Regions from separate parts of the Danio rerio genome. Here region 1 is linked to region 2. Evidence: chromatin contacts called from public Micro-C data. All regions are on one chromosome and are shown on one strand. Each heading gives the region's core, a stretch centred on a gene start, on an enhancer-like site or on the middle of the called end of the contact. The rest is flanking DNA. Distances are from core to core; before and after follow the strand shown. Region 1 holds the start of med13b (mediator complex subunit 13b). Region 2 holds the start of thap12b (THAP domain containing 12b).

Region 1 (6,044 bases), core at 491-2,990, 220 kb before region 2:
AAGGCCTGGTCCAGGATTATGGACACCTCCATAAAAAGAAAGAAAGAAAGAAAGAAAGAAAGAAAGAAAGAAAGAAAGAAAGAAAGAAAGAAAGAAAGAAAGAAAGAAAGAAAGAAAGAAAGAAAGAAAGAAAGAAAAAACAAAAAGAAAGAAAATAAGAAATGATTGTGAAAATGTTATCAAATAATATTGTAAAGGCAATGTTTTTAATAAATGTGTAGTTTATGTTGTTACATTACAGAGCTCAGCATAAATAAGATCACCAGCTTTTGAAAATGCATCTTTTTGTCAATATCTCAGTGAACATATCTTTGAGCTGCATTTAAATGGAAGAGTTACATTTATTTCGAGTTTAGTAATTTATTAAGGAATTCAAGAATAATTAATTTAAATTCAAATGAGTTGTTGCAAAAAAAAATGCAAACAATTATATTTAATGTTTCTCTTGATTTTTCCTGTCTATTACAAGTTTTTTTTTTTTAGTTAGACTGGGTCCAGTTTCGGCTTTGGTACTCATTCATTGTATTTTATTGTAAAGCATCTTATAGAAAATATTCATTTAAAGGGGAGCTCTGTGAGGGGTGTTCTCGTGTTTTTCAAGTATAAAAATACATTTCACTCCAATTCATACAGTTATGAATTAGTATGTCATCGGTTATCAGTGATGATATTTTTAACAAATTAATACATTTTAAAATAATTAATATTAAATTTGTCTTATCACAATTGCACAGACGGATTATGTTTGACTGATGTATGTAAACTTGATCAACAAACACAAAAAATGTGAGTATTCATTTGTGGTCGCTGAAATAAAAGATATTTTTAATACTTGTGAAATATTTAATGCTGAAATAAACTGATTTAAAAAGTAAAAAAAGAAGTTCAGCCAAGCATAAAATAACCTAAAATTTTAGATAGTTTTTTTAGGGGTTTTCATAGCTTGTGCATCAAAGGGTTAAACTTTGTATTTATTTAATATGAATTTATTCATCACCACATTGTTTTTTTGATCTATTGAAATTTTGAAAATTATAATAATATTTTACTGCCTCTTTCCACCCAAGTCAATATATATAACAATATAACAATATATATTGGGTTACTTTGCGTTACTTAGTTAATTTTTAAGTATGTGAAATGTTAAAGTATGTGTTAACTTATTTCTAAGTAAGTTATTTTTTAGATTGAAAATGCAATATATATATTTATATATATATATATATATATATATATATATATATATATATATATATATATATATATATATATATATATATATATATATATATATATATATATATTGTTATTGCTATAATATATTGTAAGGTAAAAATAATTCATCCCTCTATATATATATATATATATATATATATATATATATATATATATATATATATATATATATATATATATATATATATATATATATATATATATATATATATATATATATAATCTTTTGTTTACCCAACACTGCTTTTAAGCATTAAATAAGTATACATGTTTGGTCAGCGTTAGACAGATCTATTTCCCTAAAAGGAGTGATTTGACAGCTCTGTTGGTGATGAGTCGACTCTTTTGGATCTTTGTGGAATCCAGCATCGACTCTTTCCTCTCGCGAGTCGCGGCGCTGCCAATCGCAGGCGAGTAGAGTAGAGTAGAGCAGCCTGGAGTCGAGTGTAGTGGAGTTGTGTCCCTGTGGCCGCCATTAAAGGATGCGACCAATGTATTCAAACAAACCAGTGAGACACAGCTGAGCGCTGCACGGCACAGCCTCTTTTAACTGCGCTTTTTAATCCACGACGCTACACTTTTTATCACCAACTTCTTCGCGAATGGCCGTCAACGACAGCCCGACAACGACCTGAAGAGGAGAGTGTGATTTTAGCGAGATTTACAGCTGAACTCTTCTGTCTTGAACTGTTTGTTGCTGCCTCGCTTAGCCAAGGCTAACATCCAGCTAGCCTGATGCTAGGCTAAGCTAAAGGGGGAGGGCTGAATTCACCTCCCTACCCCCTCGGACTGCTGTACTTGCATATTATTTAATGTAGCGAAATCCGCGGGGAGAACAGCATATCTCGCCGCGGATCATGGTAAAGTTTTTAGCGCATTTTTCTTGGTAACGTAAGCGAGTAACCTCTAGCGGAATAATAGCGGAGCTAAGCTAATTAGCTCGCTGGACGCGGAGCCGTCCTGCTGATTGTGTCCGAGACACGGAGACCCGGTCCAAAAGCCTCGATCGCATCATCTGTTCCTGGGATCTGAAAGAGAGGATGGCTCGCCGGACTGCGCTTTGATGATGAGTTCTTGTTTTGTACCCAACGGGGCGAGCCTGGAGGACTGCCACTCCAATCTATTCTGTCTGGTAAGAGATCAACTGACTGTGGGCCAGAAGCCATTTTTAGCCGGCCAGTCAATCAAACAGAGGCCTGTTGCTCTTTATACGAACTAAACACCCGCTTTATAAACGTATGTTAGGCGTTCAGGTGTGTTATGGTGTTGTGTAAACGGAGGTTTGCGTGTGGGATGCGGCTTTGTTGTGTTATTTGGGTCGTGTTTGCTAACGTTGGTAAACACTTGCTGAACTTACTGACTGGAACAAGTAGTTGGCATGAAGTATCTCTGAAGTGGAAAAACAGCTTCAGGGAAAGTGATGATGTACAACAGCAGCAGTGCAAAATCAAGACGCTGCAAGCATAACAATTGGTTATTTTGAGATTTCTTTCATAACCACTACTTTTCAGTGTTTATCTCGTCGCAAGTGTCTTTTAGTTCTCATCTACAAAACATTTTCCTCTTAGAAGGAGTCTGGATTTTTTAGTTCAGTAGCACTTGCAATGACTAAACTTTCCCAATTATATTCTTATCCTTTTTATAGCTTTGAGAGAGAGATTTATTTATATAGTCTATAGTAGCCAGATTTTTATATATATATATATATATATATATATATATATATATATATATTTCTTGGTTTGCTTATGGAGTGGTAAAAATATAAATTTGTAAATAAAATTATGACATAAAAGGTAAATATTTACGTGATGTTGTTTGCATGTTTTGATCATGTGTTTCATCACTTGTTTACAAGTCAAATTTAATTTGAAAAAGTGTTAATATTTTTTTACAAGAAAAATATAGTATTCACAATAACATGATTTAAAGCACAGATGCTCAATGTATGACCTGCGGGCCAAAGCTAACCTTTGATTTGGCCCACCATTCCATCTGAGAATGATAGAGAGGGTTGGGGCAATGCCATTATTAGAGATCCTCATTTTCTAATTTGATGAAGAGATGGACGATATTGCAATAAAATGATCACAACATGTCCGTGTCACATGCTTAGTCAGCTACATTTTAATAAAAATGTAGCGCTTCATAACAAAACTTCATACCATCCTTATTTTATCAATATTGACAGTGGTGTTCGGTCGATAAATAATAATTTTATCGCCCAGCCCTAATTTAACATAACTCTTTTTGTTTGTTTTATTGCTTGGCCTTTTTCAAGTAAACTGGAAATAAATGTTTAAATTAAATGTAAATGAATCTAAGTTTTTAAAATGTAAATACTGTCACACGATGAATAGAGGGCCATGAAGAATGCATCGGCGAGCAAATCAAGGCATAAACTAGTGTAACTCCATTCTTTTATAAATTAGATTTTTTTAGTTTTTACTGTAATAAGTTCATATATACAGTATAAACTGTACTAGTTAATATAAAGCAATGTTTTTTTTTTTTTTTTTCAAATATTGTTACATTAATTAGGAAATTACCCATGGCATCTATATTTACCTTTGGCCCACTAATAAAGTTTGGATTTCGACCCTTCATAAGAAAAAGTTTGGGCACCTCTGATTTACAGCAATATCAAGAAACTGAAATATGTACACATTTGCATCTTTGTGAGAAATTGTAACATGATTTCCCTTAGTTAAATAAGAATATTATTAGAACTAACATTTATTGTTGGACAAGCAAGTGATGTAAAAGTTCTGATTTTAAAAAGTATGTATTTGATCATATAGCACTGATGCATCACCAAAAAGAAGCAGGAATTTTAAGCTGACTTTGTTCAGATTTTTGTTTTAAAATGATTTCATACAAGTTCATTTATGCATATAAACTTTATTTGCACAACTCTGTCATTTCAGAATACTTGTAATGCAAAATCTGTCTTAATGTACTGTAATCTACTGTGTATGGCAATATCTGCTAGTTTAAGGATAGTTTGTTATTAAAGTGTAAACAGTTGAGGTATTGCCTGTCATTAGGTTGTTACATCCTGATTTAAACTGTCTATGAACTTAACAACAACAACAACAGATGATACTAGACAATTTAGCATAGTTTGTGCTCTGTTTTGTCTGTCATGAACTAAATACCTGCATTGGTTAAATAGTAAAGTAGGTTGAACTTTGCATGCATAATGTGCAAAAATGTACGACTCATTTTCCTATTTACACTTATGATGGTTTCTTCAATTCATAGTTGTAGATTAATCTGTGAACTAAGAATTCATGACAAGCTTCCTGTCAGTCTGCCTTTTTTTCACTTCCTCTTTGCACCAGGCTCTCATATTTGTATGGTCATATTGGATAAATTGCTAACATTTAATGTAACCAGGTCAGACTGTCAACTTGTTTGAAGTGACATTTTATGCAGATTAGTTATGTCATCTTGTCATTTGGGGTTTTAAAAAGATCATTAATTATTGATTTGATTTGATATTGAGATATTGCATTGTTATAAATGATTTATCAATGCACTTTATTATAACGTAAATTAAAATTCACACAACCTCATAATATTACCTTCCTTTCCAACCACCTGACTCATTCACTGTCACTTATTGATATCACAGCAATAGCACCCCAATGAGAGTGATCCATGGATTCAGTTAATTCATTCTCAATGGGCAAATTCATGTCTCAGACCAATTTTTTTTAGTTTCGCTAGGAAATAGGGCTGCACATTATATTGTTTTAGCAGTATAATATATATATATATATATATATATATATATATATATATATATATATATATATATATATATATATATATATATATATATATATGTATATATATGTATATATATGTATAATATATATATATATATATATATATATATATATATATATAAATGTATAATATATATATATATATATATATATATAAGATATAATATATAATATTGCAATGTCATCATTCGCTATAGTCACATCGCGACTGCAATGTTGAGTCTGGATTACAATTTATCTTTTTTTAATGTGTTTTTTTTGAGGCCTGTGACTCTGTGGGGGTTTTAAAAGCATTCAGGCATTTAAAAGTGTACTGTTTGGTTAATTTAACTGTGAATTTTATTTTATTGCTTTGTTTATCAAACGGAGACTATGCAGTATTATTTTATATTTGATTATTCAGTTACTGTATACCTGAATAAATTTCGACTCTTCGGAAAACAATAAAACACTGTTTGTTGCTTGTTAAATTGTATGCAGTCGCCTAAAGAATCATCCCAATCAATCTAAAATTATTATATTTTTACCAAACAGCTTTCCAACTAATCTAGTGAAATTGTATTCATATCGCAATATATATAGAAAATGATCTATTTTCAATAAAAAAAAATTGCAATGTGTAATTTTTCTAGGAAATAGTTGAAGAAATTATAGCAATTAATGTTTCAAGTTGAGTTTCATCATTAAACTCTTCCTTTTTTGTGTTATGTTTTCTTAAAATGCATTATTTTAACGTTATGAAATGTACAAAAACTAAAAGAAAAGAAAATTGTTCAAATTTATGAATATACTTATAATAGTGAACATGGAATTAAGACCTCATAGGTTACACAATGTGAAAAACAGACAGTATTGTAAAATCGGATGATAGAAAACTGAATTGCGCAGAATGTCACAAAACTGGTACATTTTAAGGAAGAAATAAGACGGTTGATTGGGCCATGTGAAATGTGGGTTAAATTGTATTATGACTCGAGTACAAGTAAATGATTAAAAACAGGAATTTTCAGAGAC
Region 2 (6,198 bases), core at 1,862-4,361:
CAAATCATGGCTGGTTCAAAGTGTTTAGCACACAGTCGGTAGTGCTTGTTCAGTTGATCAGGGGTTTTCTCCTCCAGATCTGCACGCCGACAGTTCTCCACCCACAGCCTACATCTGTGAAGTAAAACAAAGCACAAAGGTTTATGAAATAAACAATGACTAGTCTCTTGTAACACTTATTCATAGGTTTAGAGAAGAAAACATTTAAAAAATAAATTACACATGTAACGTTACAATTTACTGGTTAATTTGACAAAGCGTTTAAACTTTTTCAAGTCATTAGAAAAATGTAGTCCATACAGGGCTGCACAACATATCGTTTCAGCATCGATATCACAATGTGATCATTCGCAATAGTCACATCGCGTGTATAAGCAATGTTGAGTCTGGATTATAATTTCACAAGCCTTTTTTGAGGCCTGTGACTGCGTGAAGACTTTAAATTGTATCATTTTTAATTTAATGACAATTAATTTGATTGAATTGTTTATTAAACAAAGACTATGCAGTATAATTTTACATTTGATTATTCATCTACTGCATACCTGAATACAGATCGACTCCTCTGGAAAACAATAAATTGCTGTTTATTTAATTAGTACCTTTTTCTATAAGGAATTCATCTATGCTTGTAGATTTTTCATTGTATTTAATGAACTCCTTCACAGAATTATCCCAGTAAATCTAAAATTATAATTTCGTTCCAAACAGTTATTCAATACATCTAGTGAAATCGTATTCACATCACAATATGCAGAGCATCCGGAAAGTATTTATAGTGCTTCACTTTTTCCATGTTTTTCTTAATGTTACAATACAGGGCGACGGTTCATCTGCCAGCAGAACTATGACACAAAGCACACTGCCAAAATATCAATGGTGTGGCTTTACAACAACTCGGTCCTTGAGTGGCCCAGCCAGAGCCCAGATCTAAATCCTCTCCCAGACCTAAAGACCTAAACATCTCTGGAGAGATCTGAAAATGGCTGTACACCAGCACTTCCCATCCAACCTAATAGAGCTTGAGAGGTACTGAAAAGAGGAATGGGCAAAAATTCCCAAAGACAGGTGTGCCAAGCTTGTGGCAACATATATTTAAGAAGACTTGAGGTTGTAATTGTAATGTGCATCAACAAATTATTGAGCAAAGGCTGTGAATACTTATGTACATGTGATTTTTCAGCTTTTTTATTTTTAATAAATTTGCAACAATTTAAAAAAAAAAAAATTTCACATTGTCATTAGGGGTGTTGTGTGTAGAATTTTGAGGAAATTAATGAATTTAATCCATTTTGGAATAAGGCCGAAATAAAAAAATGTGGAATAAAGTGAATGGATACTATGAATACTTTTCAGATGCACAATATAGCAGAATAAAAAATATTGCAATGTTACATTTTTCCAGGAACATGCAGCCCTAACTCCATGTGAAAAGAATACTATAGTAACTTAAAATTCATAGTGTAGTGCTTTTAAAACTCTTTGTTAATTATGGATACAGCAGCATTCCATATTATTAAAACTATATAATTATAATAAGTTTGTTTTATCAGAACTATAGTAAACACAGAAATACTGTAGTATAGTTTAGATTTTACTACACTGTAAAACCCAAAAAGTTAAGGTAACTCAAACCATTCGAGGAAACTGATTGCAACAAACCATTTAAGTTAAAAAAACGAATCCTAATGAGTTACTGTAACTTGCTCCATTTGAGTAAAAGAAGCAATTTAAGCACAGTAAAACCCAGTAAATGGAGAACTTAAACCAACTGTGTACTGTAAAACCCAATAAGTTAAGGCAACTCAAACTGTTTGAGAAAATCGATCGCTACAAACCATTTGTGTTAAAAACTGATCTCTACGAGTACTGTGAACTTACTCCATTTTTAGTTAAAGTAATGTGGTATTTAATTAACTCATTGCCTTCAATACGGAGTTTAAAACTCTTTTCAAATGAGTAGAATTATCTTTCAGTAAATTTTGAGTTAACTACACTCATTTCATTTGAGAAAGTTCACTGTTGAGTTTTACAGTGTACTCATGGACGATAACCAGTTTCAAAGTTTACCGCAGTTTAGAACAGTTTAGATTTTAAAACCACAACATTTTCTATTATTATTATTCCTTTTTAACATTTTTTACTACTACTTTATGCAGGCTTTTTAGGGCAACAGTATATCCAGCATAAAAGTCCACTCCACATCAAGAGTCAGCCAATGATTCAGGAAACATCTGAAAAACAAATCACTTATACAGCAACATCCCAACATGCTATAGACCTGAACAGTGCGGTGGTTTAATGTACATTCAGAGAAAAAAAGATACACAATGTCTTTTCAGGTTGTGAGGAAATCTGTTTTTGAAACTAACGAAGAAAGCAAAAGTCAATGATTTATTTTAGTTAATAAGACTGACATGTGTACAGTTCCAACATTATGCACGTTTTCTAAAATGAAAAACATTGGGTTCAGTGTGGGAAAGGTTTTTTTTTTTGCACACATTTAAAAATATCTTTTTAAAGCAGTAACGTTAATCCCAATACTGTGAAGGTTATCATGCCGTCAGAATCTTATACCTACATTTAGTATTTACTACAGTAAATTGTGTTGTATTGTGGTAGAATTTAAGTTGTACAAATTGTGTAATTTGATTATGATTTAGATACTTTACTATAAACAATACAGCATTTTTCAAGTGGGAAAACCAAAACTGACAATATTTACTTTATTTTACTACGTAACCAAACACGCACGATCATGCACAACTTAATAGGGTAAACATCTCGAACATCTATGAAAATAGCACCCCCAATCGACATCAATACAAAGCGTTTTGATATGAAGAATATGATCATGAATAAGTCCTCATGAATAATTAATTAGATATAATGATGCTACTGAACGCCAGTGACAGTGTTATAAAGCTGTAAAAACAGTCGTAACGTTAAGTTACCTCTCTGGATCCCGTGGAAACCTGAAGAAAGCTAAATCGGATTGGGTGCTTTTCCTAGTACAGTTCGGAGCGGCACAAAAATTTGGCATTGTGTCTGATCTGATGAAGACTAAGTTTCTATTAGTTACGATGACACTAAATTAATCATTTCAGCGTTGCAAAAACTGAACTAGGCGCGTAACTATGAGGCACTAGCATTGTTGGCGTGTCTACCCACAATGCAAGTCGCTTAGATCCCACAATGCATCAGCCATACTGAAAGCGGTTGATATTTACGAATCGCTCTTTTGATTCGGATCTTTTCAGTGAATTGTGGAGCCAGATCAGTCTCATAAATAAAATTTTGTCAAATAAAAGTCATACATCCGCAACAAAATTCACATTCACAAAATCCAATTCGTAAATTCAAAACATGATTTATAAATATGAAAATCCAGTTTATTTGGTGAAAATATTAATGGTTTTTACTTTTTTACAAATTAGATTTAGTTGTGCTGGGCATGTAGTATGAATTTCATTTTGTAAATGTAACGTTATTATTTTTGTATGGAAGGTAATTCCAGCGATTTTATTCATTCATTCATTCATTTTCTTGTCAGCTTAGTACTGAGTAGCTTAGTACTGTTAATCTTGGGCCACCACAGCAGAATGAACCACCTACTTATCCAGCATATGTTTTACACAGTGGATGCCCTTAACAATTATAAAACTGTTCGCAAAATATCTGTCAAATGAAAATTGAAATTATTAAATTTTAATTTTCACTGTGTGACAACACCATGTCCTTGTAAAATTGATAAATAAAAAGAAGTTGCCGGTTTAACATTTCATTTTCACTGCATTTCCACGCCAAGACTGATTAAATAATTTAAGTTCATTTTCAATTTCGGCAGATATTTTGTGAACAATGTTTTTTAATGAAGGTGTTAATCTGGTTTTATTTGGATTTTCAATGTTTATTTATTTGGCGACGTCACACCTCACAGCAAGACGGTTGCTGGTTTGAGCCTCGGCTGGGTCAGTTGGCATGTGGGGAGTTAGCATGTTCTCCTTGTGTTCACGTGGGTTTCCTCTGGGTGCGGTTTCCCCCACAAGTTCAAAGACATGCAGTACAGGTGGATTGGGTAAGCTAAAATTGTCCAAAGTGTATGTGTGTGAATGAGAGTGTGTGAGTGTTTCCCAGTGATGGGTTGCAGCTGGAAGGGCATCCGCTGCATAAAACATGCTGAATAAGTTGGCGGTTCATTCCGCTGTGGTGACCCTGGATTAAAGGGACAACAACACAGAAACACACAAGAAACACCAACTAAGTAGAGAGTCGAACCAGCGACCTTCTTGCTGTGGGCAACAACACTACCTACTGCGCCACTGCTTGGTAGTTGAAAATGTAAAGTTTATAATACAAATACAAGCAGCCTGAAGCAGGCCTGTAGCCAGGGGGGTTCTGGTGGTTCCGAAAATCCACCCCACCCCTCACTGACAAACGTCCAGAATTTGTCTAATTTTTGTCCTTCCAGCTGCAACCCATCTCTGGGAAACATCCATACACTCATACACTGCAAACAATTTAGCTTACCTAATTCACCTATACCACATGTGTTTGGACTTGAGGAGAAACAGGAGCACCTGGAGGAAACCCACGCCAACACGGGGAAAACGTTCAAACTCCACACAGAAATGTCAACTGACCCAGCCGGGGCTCGAACCAGCGACCTTATTGCTGTGAGACAATCGTGCTATGAGGCAAACCATGCTGCCTTAAATGACAATAGACTTGTGTTTAATTGAAAACTGATTCATTTTTTTTTCTCTAATAATAGATGATGGGATAAATTTGTATTTTAAAATAAGTATCTTTTCATATTTCTTTATTTTTTATCTAGAAAATATTTTTGGAATTTTGGTACATGAAAAAGTGTGGTTATGACTATCCAACAAGCTAATCCAGCTAAAAATAGTACTTCAAATGTATTTAAATCACATTTTAATAGAAAATGAAGCGTATAACTGTAACAAGGTCCACTTTTTAATAAAGTTTCACCAGGCTGGTTATAGTCCTGACATGTAGAGGATATAATAAAAGTACCCGTGCCTCTCCTTTCAATCAAACAGAGCGAAAATTCTTCAACTTTCTGACCTTGCATGATCCTCTGGTGTAGTAGGACCTGTAAATCCTGTAGATGGCAGCAAAGGCTAGGCGTCTTAAGAACAGACCCTCATTCCCTTACATACATTTTCAGCACAAGCTTGTTTGATACATTTAGTTTGGCAGCGATTGACATGACGGCAACTTGGCCATCTCTGTCCTCAACTTACTAGTAAGATGATTTGAGATTACCCCACATTATCCAATATTTAATCTACAATAGGAAAGATGGAATCGTACTGATGAGTGATCATTAAGTAACGCTAATATAATAAGGATTGCAGTAATCACAAATATGCACAATTTTCTTTAAATCAGGCCTCAAACTCAATTCCTGGAGGCTTGCAGCTCTGCAGTTTTGCTCCAACCCTAATCAAACACAGCTGATCCAAATAATCAAGGTGTTCAAGACTAGAGACTGTCAAGCAGGTGTGAGTTGGAGGTGGCTGGAGCTAATATGCAGAGCTGCGGCCCTCCAGGAATTGAGTTTGAGAGCATTGCTTTAAAACACTTACCTGCCGGTGTTTTCTAGGACATTCATGTTATTTATATGACAGTGCTCGACTCTTAGAGAGTTAAAGTGACAATTAAAGAAACACTGGTGTTTTCCATTAGCATTTGATGCTGTATAAATGTGTTTTATTGTTGAAACAGTTCATTACGGGTGGTACTAAATTTGAAGTTTAAATTTTGGGGTTGTGTGCAGGCAGCTTACTGTGTAAAATTGAGTAATAAAGCTTTTATTATAGGTAGAGGTATGAATTATAACTTTAATTTTACTTTTATTTTTGAATGTTTATTGTTTGTGTACAGTGCTGTTGTTAAGAAATAAGTAAGCATTGAACATTGTAGGTTAACATTATTTTTTTAATTAACAGTTAATTCATTTAAAAAGTTATAACCACTAAAAAGCCAAATTTTATTTAACAGAGGTTTAAAAGTGTTACTTTTCTTCATTGTCATAGCGGCATGCAGCGCGTGATTTCATAATTACATCGTGACGTAAAGAATCACTGAATCTGAACCAATGAACTGTTCGAAAGAACCGAACACAGTGCCATGACGGAGAATCAAACTAGTCTGATCTCTGTATTTAGA

Evidence for each region. A called contact is a pair of places that touch in the nucleus more often than the background predicts.
Region 1: a contact with region 2 is called in a Micro-C map of caudal fin, with 13 times the contacts expected there. The contact joins the promoter of med13b here to the promoter of thap12b in region 2. A contact is called at or near these places in 5 of 18 Hi-C or Micro-C datasets (caudal fin, embryo, hematopoietic stem cells and 1 more) and 1 of 4 datasets of contacts at active chromatin or transcription factors (embryo).

What each region holds. Positions count from the first base shown.
Region 1 is chr15:22,576,434-22,582,477 of GRCz12tu, reverse strand. It overlaps med13b (mediator complex subunit 13b), which reads left to right and starts at 1,740. Exons shown (of 30, transcript NM_001083838.2): 1 at 1,740-2,368. The coding sequence starts at 2,300.
Region 2 is chr15:22,352,722-22,358,919 of GRCz12tu, reverse strand. It overlaps thap12b (THAP domain containing 12b), which reads right to left and starts at 3,111. Exons shown (of 5, transcript NM_001002680.1): 1 at 2,955-3,111; 2 at 1-114. The coding sequence starts at 3,043.